Linked DNA regions of Mus musculus: region 1 is linked to region 2. The links are chromatin contacts, called in public promoter capture Hi-C maps. All regions are on one chromosome and are shown on one strand. The core of a region is the stretch at or near the end of the contact, and the rest is flanking DNA. Distances in the headings are between cores, read along the strand shown.

Region 1 (4,015 bases), core at 1,416-3,915, 290 kb before region 2:
TGAAGCTTCTTTTTGCAGTGGGCAGCAGTTCATATAGAGACTCAACACGATGAACCAGCCTGACTCCATCTTAGACTTGAAAGCCATCTTATAGTAAAGACAAGCTAGGCTCCTTCTTGTTTATGATTAAACCATCGTTTCTTAAGGATTGGGCTATGCATGGTCCACCTGCAACCTTAACTACGAATGATTCTGTTTTGCCTGTTCCAGGAATGTCAATCATGTCTTGGTTTCAAAAAGTTGTAAAGGCCATCTTACAACCTTACCTTTGTTTCAAAGGGTTGTTAGGACTACTTTGGTATCTTCTTAAGACCACCTTGTAACGGTCTGCCTTTGTAAGCCCACCTACTTTGCCTGGAAAATCCCTCATTTGGAAATCCCTAGCCCTGGACTATAAAAACCTAATCTTCCTCATGTCCAATGCTGACCTCTTGAACCCCACCTTTAGGGGAAGACATCCCATGTCCATGAGTTAAAAAGCCTGTTCTAATCAATTGTTTGCATTTGGGTAGGTGGTCTTTCTCCTCTCATTTTTGGGATTAACAATAACTGGTCAAAGATGATCACACCCCTCCTTCATAGAGCTCCTAGGAACAGCTAGCGGCTGCTTCTGCCCTTCTCAGCACCCCCATGAGGGAGTTCCCAAAGGAGGGGCTGTAGACAATGTCTTATATCATCACCCAAGCAGGGCCCACCCTGTGAGTCACTCACTAACATGAGCTGAGGAACCTTATCACATGCCATGTGTGGCCAGGGATGATCTTCGAGGTCCCAAAGCCATGTTAACTATGACCTCATCTGACATGACTCTGGGCTGAAGCAAGGGTCAGGCATAAAAGTCTGGAAGCCAAAGTCTGGCTCTGTTGTTCTACTATGGCCAAGTCAGAAGGACAGTCTGGGGTGCCCAGGAGGGAGGCAGACCCTGGTACACCCTAGCTGCAACCAGCTCTATGCTGGTTCATGGTGAAGAACTGCAGTACATGGAAAGGGGAAAAACACAGGCTGATGGGGCTGGATGGGTCAAGCCAGCCACCCACCACAGTTAGAGAGTGGGCATCAGGGAAGAGTCAGGCCAGAGCCCACTCACACTGTTGGATGACAAAGGCTGTCAAGTGTCTGATGCCTCTTTCTGTCCTGAGAGTAGGAAGAGCTGCCCCTACCCTGGTGGACTACATAGGAGATGCCAGGCCCTTGCAGATCAAAGGCCTGGGGTCACTCAGACTCCAGAGAGAGGCCCAAGGTGTCCCTGTGACTGAGTGAGAAACTGTAAAGGGCTAAGGCAGCAGGGGGAGCCACTGCCCTGCCTTTGCACAAGACTCCCTGGAAGCTTCCAGAACAAAGACAGAGCCTGGAATGGACTCCCTCTTAGAAGCGAGGCTACAGCTGTGTCTATCCTTTAATTCCAAGCCTCGGCTTCCCTTCTGTACAGGTGACTGAAAGCATTTATGCAGCCATAGTAAGGGTCAGGTCAGGTGACCAGGGAGGATGATGTGACCCAGAGGGAAAAAGTTGGACTCGAGACCTCGGACAAAGCGAATGTGAGTGAAACCTGTAACTCACTGTCATTTTCCAGCCTCACTCTGAGGCCCCCACACTCACCCCAGGGGTAGGAGGGCACAGGGAACCTACTCAAACATGTGGAACAGCTTGCCATGACATACACGGTAGAGCAAAACCTTGTTTGCATCATTTCCCCATCTGCATTGGAGAAGTCCGGAGGGAGACCTGGCCTGCACTTCTGTTAAGAGAAAGTAATGCTTTCCCCCTCCTCACACACAACACCACAACATCACTACCCCCCCCCCAATACACCACACACACATACACTACCACCTCTACTAGGTGAGTGCTCACACCTGGAACCCCACTTCCTTTTTTCCCAAACAACTCAGTCTGATGAGGCCACTCTGCTTCCTGGCTACTGGGCTTTTCCCAGACCTGGAACCAGACTGCTCCCCAGGCCTTCCTCCTCTGCCCTCCACCAACATCCATCCAAGGTATGTGTGGCTTTATCAACTCATGGAAGCAGAGGTGTCACCATACCACACCACACCACACACCCTCCAGTGTGCTACCTGTTTCCAGTGCTGTTGAGAAACTGCAGAAGGTAACAGCTTCCTGCCAAGCTACTCTACTATGCTTTCTTTCCCTCCAGAGTTGCACACCAGGTTCTCCAGCCCCTGGAACAACGGATTCATTCAGTCTAGGGCCACCTCCCAGGGAGGCTCTGTTGGGTCCTCTGACTCCTGAAGCTCCAGCCACTAGCAACTTGACCTCCTGTACCCTGCTACCTGTCCTGGGTCTGAAGTAGCTTGGTGATTGCATGAGGAGGCACCAAAGTGTTGGGGAAAGTTGAGCAGGTGCTTTCTGTTCCTGCACTGCCTGGTGTCCTGGTACTGCCTGGTGTCCTGGCACTTCCAACGACTCTGAGGTAGGAGGTGCTCAGTAATCCTTGTAGAAGAAACAGAAGGACAACAGGCAGCAACCAGAGTTCTAGATCTGAGAGAGCCCAGAATAGATCCAAGGCAGATGGCCCCCCTCCAGCTGAAGATGGGAGGAAGGGAGCACCTGGCTGCTTTCTAAGTATCCGCTCCAATGTTGCCCGGTGGAGTGATGCAGAGCAGGAGGGGTCTAGGTTTGGGGCCTTGCTGAGCTTGGCTGCTCAAGTAGAGTAGGGGTTCCTCTGTGAAGGAGAGCTAGGGACAGAATTTGGACTTGTTCATGTCTCTGGGGTTGCGGTCAGGTCCCTGGCTAGGACTGGAGTATTCCGAAGCAGCTCCCCTTTCCCAGACCCTCATTCTGGGCCGGCAGACCTGTCACCCAAAGTGCACACCAGGCAAGCGGGGAGCAGGAGGCTCCGGGTGGGTCCCCACCAGCCGGGGCGGGGTCCCGTGGGGCAGGGGCGGGGCTGGCGGCGGGCAGGGCCGCCCCTTCCAGCGAGGGCAGACTGTCTTGGCCTTTAAGCGCCTGCTGAAGCTCGGCTGAGAGAGGCCCGGGTCAGTCCCCACACCATGCCCTGTTTGCGCTCCGGGCCAGAGTGCGCCTGAGCGGTTCGGGCCTCGGTATCCCCGCGGGTCTTGCGCCGCCGCCTCTCCGCGATGCAGGCGCGCGCGCTGCTCCCCGCCACGCTGGCCATTCTGGCCACGCTGGCTGTGTTGGCTCTGGCCCGGGAGCCCCCAGCGGCTCCGTGTCCTGCGCGCTGCGACGTGTCGCGCTGTCCGAGCCCTCGCTGCCCTGGGGGCTATGTGCCTGACCTCTGCAACTGCTGCCTGGTGTGCGCTGCCAGCGAGGGCGAGCCCTGCGGCCGCCCCCTGGACTCTCCGTGCGGGGACAGTCTGGAGTGCGTGCGCGGCGTGTGCCGCTGCCGTTGGACCCACACTGTGTGTGGCACAGACGGGCATACTTATGCCGACGTGTGCGCGCTGCAGGCCGCCAGCCGTCGTGCGTTGCAGGTCTCCGGGACTCCAGTGCGCCAGCTGCAGAAGGGTGCCTGTCCCTCTGGTAAGCTCCACCAGGAATCAAAAAAGCCTTACTCTGAGGAAACTGAGGTCCAGGGGAATCTGTCCACTTCCACTAGGCAGCCTTTTAAGAATAGTTCACACAACCCTCTGGCTTTCTAGATGGGGAAACTGAGGTCCCCAAGAGATAAATGCTGTCCCCAAAGTCACAAAAAGTTAGACTTAAACTCTAGTGTGGCAGCCTGGTAGCGTCTGGTGGGCTGTGAGGCTCTGACCCAGCCACACTCCTGTTTCTTAGAGTCCTCCAGTGACTTACAAGGGAACGAGCGTCAAGCAATCTTTTCCTGGTCTCTGTCTTCAATTCCTGCTCTGTTTTCTTCTGTCAGGCTGTGCTGGGTGCTGGTTCTGTGTGCCTGTCTTGGGCCTGGCTGTCTGAGAGGCAGAGGGTTTTCAGGGTGGCCAGGCACCTGCATTACTCTGCTCCCTTCATGGTTGTGTTTGGTGTACTCTTCTCTGCTCTCCCATGTGACAGATACTATTAACATCAGGTTCTGGGC
Region 2 (3,991 bases), core at 655-3,154:
GGCCCCAGGCCACCTCCTACCCCAAAGCTTATACACAGAGCCTGGGTGGGCACCCTTTAGTTATATATAAGTCTGTGTGTTTAGGGACCCGGCTGGCTCAAGGGGCTGGGGTGAGGAAGGTTGAAATACCCTTCTAGTCTCAAGGGTTGCTCTCTAATGAGCAGGTCCTAAGAGAGGTTGAGGTCTGGACCCTCTGGAGACAGGCAGTCAGAGTCAGGATGTCCAGGCCAGAGGGGTAAGTGGGTTCTGGGACTGAGAAGCCCCCACCCCCATTCTCTGAGCCCTCTGCAGGAAACAAAGGCCAAAGAGGGGGAGGGGCAAGAAAAGAAGAGAGGGGTGGGATGGACCCTTCAGAGTGGGCTCCTACCAGCCTCAGCCTTTGGGCCTGAGAAGACCCAACGCAGGCTCAGGCCCAGCCCATGGTCTTACTGCGCAGCAGGGAGGGCAAAGGATACTTTGGGGTTGCAATTGCTATAGAAGAAGGCCTCCCATCCAGCCTCCATAGCTGTGGTCTCTCAGCTCTGCCCCTTTTATTTTAGTGCTTGACCCCCGCGGCCTCCCCTCCTCTGCCACCTTTCCTCTTCCTTCACTTCCCTTTCACCTTCGATGTTTCTCCAAACACACTCTTTCCCCTTCTCATCTTTCCGAGGCCTATTTCACTCTCCTCTCCGAATTTTGTGTTCTTGGGCCTGATCCTAGCCTTAGCAGCTTCCTACATGCAGTGCCATCCCCAGTCTCCAACAATTGCCCATCCAAGGGGATCTCATACCACCCAGGCCCCAGTACACAGGAAGACTAGGAGCTCACTAAGCCCGAAGTCACCAAAAGAATGCATAGGGAGGGAGCAGAGCCCTGACCATTGCCCACCCCTTCCCCGCAACCTCACTCACTGTCAGGACTTAGACCACCTCCGTAGCCGCCGTGCACCCGTGGGTACCACCGCGTTGTACCTCCGCAGCCGAGCGCGAAGGGCGGGCCGGGCCCAGGAGGCGGCCGGGGCCCTAGGCCCAGTGCCCGGGCCCTCGCCTCCCCGCCCGGCCCGCTGCCCGCGCGCTGCTGTCGCCGCCGCTGTAGTCGTCGTCGCGCCTGCTCCGGATCCTCGTCCTCGGGGTCGTCGTCGTCCTCTTCCTCTTCCTCGCGGACGCCATCGCCCTGGGTTGAGCGCCCCGCGCCCTTGGCCTCGGCTGCTAGCAGGTTCTCGATGAGGAAGGAGGAGGCGCGAGCTGGTGTGGCGCGCCCGGGCTCGGTCAGCTCATCCGGCATCGCGGCCGCGGGCCCGTCGGGCAAGGCTGGGATCCTGGGGGTCCCTGGTTGCCTGGGGCGCAGCTGCTCTTCCCGGCCCCGTTTGGATAGTGGCGAACGGCCGCCTGGCGCACGCGCGGCCTGGCCCTGGAGAGCCGCTGCCCGGAGTGAGGGCGTCGGGCTCCACGAGGCGGGCGTCGGCTTCTGTGCCGGGCTGGGCTGGGCGGGAGCGGGTGCGCGCGGACGGCCGTTCCCGCAGCAGCCTCCCTCGCGTTTCTCCGAGCGGTTCAGGTCGCCGCCCCGGCTGGCCTCACGGGAGGGGGAGGGGGCGGTGCCGGGGGCGGGGCGGCGCGAGTTTCGTAGGCTCAGCCCCAACGACCCGCTGCAGCCCGGAGAGAAGCCATTGCCGGAGATGCTGCCCGGCCGGACTCTGCGCGCAGGTGGTGGCAGGGCCCAGGGCAGGAGACCCGGTGGTCCTGGGGGTACGACCCCGCGAGATGCGTTCCGGCGCCCCCCACCCCGGTACCCGCGCCAGGGAGTGGGAGAAGGCGGGGCCTCGGCTGGGAGGTCGACCATTGGCTACAGGGTCGCTGTGAAGCCCAGACTGGCCAATCGCATCCGAGGAGAGCCTTGCTCACCCTCCGGGAGCGTGTCGGAACCCGCAGAACGCTCGGTTTGTGCGTGAGTCCCTGTGACTGTGTATTTGCGCGCGGGTAAGGACTATTGCCGACTGGGCCGCAGTCTTTTTCTTTTTTTTTAAGACCTCGCGTGTAATTTAAAACGGGGATTCTGCCAAAACAAGTTTGCAGAGACGCAGCATGTTTTAACTCTTACGCGTAACGAAATATGCTCTTGGTGCCATCGCGCTGCGATGGAATGCTCTCATATCCCGGGCTCAGTTTCGGTGTGTAAAGAGAGTCAAGCCCGAAGGTGCCCCATGGTGTCACGCTGGGTAGGAACAGATTACATTTGCTCTGGCACCTCCATTGCCCGGCCTTCTCACTCTCTTTCAGGCTGGTAAGAGCTTCGTGCCTAGCCACTGTGCGGGACTGCAGGTCTTGAGGAACAATTCCTCTTTCTGCCTCTCTTGCCCTGCACAAAGTGAATTTTCTTCCCCCGCTTCAGGAGCAAGGCCGCAGAGGGTAACCCAGACTTCGCTGAGACCAACGGAGCTGTGATCCACTTCCAACAGGAATAGGGGGACAGCCTAGTCACTGAGCGGAACGCTTCACTGGATGCGGGTTATCACGGAAGGCCCATCTAGCTGCTCAGTGCGGGTCACAGACAGTGCGTAAAGAAGTGTGTCCCACTGTCCAGGAGAAGGCAACTGCAGGCCCGGAGCCCACTTTGTTTAATCTCCCCAACAAGAGAAATAGAGGGAAATAGAGTCACCCTATACTTCAAAGGGAAAAACTAATGTGAAAAGAGAGCGCTTCCCCTCCCTCCCACTATAAGTGGCTCTTGAGGATATAGAAGGATGGATGAGCCGCCAGGCTAAGGAACCTTTGGGGTCTGCACCCTGGCTAGAAACCTGGATGGGAAGTGGGTTTTGTGCACGATAGGACTTGATTTTGGAGCCATATTGGGCAAGGCAAGAGGAATCGCTGGCAAGCAGCCACATTTCATAGGTGAGGGCTCTGAGTCAAAGTTGGGTGTCTCCAACTTTGACTCAGAGTGTCCCAAGTGCTGTTACTTCCTGGGTGTCCCAGCTCAGACATACTCAGGGACCTGGGTAGAGGTGGGGGCGGGGAGGGAGAAATTAGCAATGATATTTGTTTGTAGGAATCAGGCACAACCCCTGGGCCGGCCAATTCAGGTTGGTTTTGTTGTTGGTGGTGGTTTGTTTTTGTTTTGATATGGTTTTTCGTTTTTCCGAGTTAGGGTATCTATGTTAGCCCAGAGATCCTTTTGCCCCTGCCTCCTGAGTGCTGGGATTAAAGGCATGAGGCATCACTGCAGGGCTCGGGGTTGTTTTTTGAAGTGATGAAGAAACAGACCAGAAAGGAGCCCTACTAAAAATGGTGATGGAGAGAACCGTCCAACTTCTGCAAGTTCCAGGCTCCCCTTGTGAACAGTACCTTCCTGCTTGTAAAATGGAGCCTGTTGGGTGGGTGCTGTGGCTTCCATTTTATTTCTCTGCTCTCTGGATGGGGGAGCCAGGCTGGGCTTCTTAGGCACCAGGGTTGTAATTCCCTCTGCCCTAGGGCCCTGGCCCTTGGTCCTGGCCCCTTGTGGTTACACCGGTTACACCTTACACCGTGGATAAGTGCTGCTCCCATACTCCATTGGGCAGAGAGAGACCTGCCTGGTCTTACCCAGCACTCCCTCTGGAGCCGTGCATCAGAGTGGCGCCTCAGTACTAGACCAGCAAGGGATGGTGGTCAGAAATGGGGAAAGGGCATCCACATCTCCTGGTACTGGCTTGGGAGCACTAGAAAGAGGGTGACAGCCACACTACTTGGCCTCTGGATCCTACGGACTACAAGTGGTGGTACCACTCAGGAGCAGGGTGTGTATGTGTCAGGAACTCCCAAGTTAGCCCTGTGGGTGCTCACCCAGGTCCTGGGGGCCCCAAGCTCAGCCTACACGGAGGAGAGCAGAGAGGTACTGCTTGAATCCTTCCTTGCTGCCAGAGTTTTAGCACTGATGCTGCCCAGCGTATAGGCTGGTTTGTCCCAATTCAAGGCCAATTTGGCTGAGGAAGTAAGGCTGCCAAGCACTAACCCAAGCAGCAACTTCTGGTGCTGCC

What was found. Promoter capture Hi-C pulls out the DNA fragments that hold promoters and counts their contacts.
Region 1: a contact with region 2 is called in a promoter capture Hi-C map of stem cell-derived epiblast-like cells, with 2.0 times the contacts expected there. The contact joins the promoter of Htra3 here to the promoter of E130018O15Rik in region 2. A contact is called at or near these places in 3 of 39 promoter capture datasets (hippocampal neurons, liver and stem cell-derived epiblast-like cells) and 1 of 115 datasets of contacts at active chromatin or transcription factors (forebrain).

Annotation. Positions count from the first base shown.
Region 1 is chr5:35,678,430-35,682,444 of GRCm38.p6, reverse strand. Htra3 (HtrA serine peptidase 3) reads left to right here and starts at 2,665. Exons shown (of 9, transcript NM_030127.3): 1 at 2,665-3,501. The coding sequence starts at 3,099.
Region 2 is chr5:35,386,389-35,390,379 of GRCm38.p6, reverse strand. E130018O15Rik (RIKEN cDNA E130018O15 gene) reads left to right here and starts at 1,904. Exons shown (of 2, transcript NR_152157.1): 1 at 1,904-1,955. It overlaps Hmx1 (H6 homeobox 1), which reads right to left and starts at 1,519. Exons shown (of 2, transcript NM_010445.4): 1 at 891-1,519. The coding sequence starts at 1,263.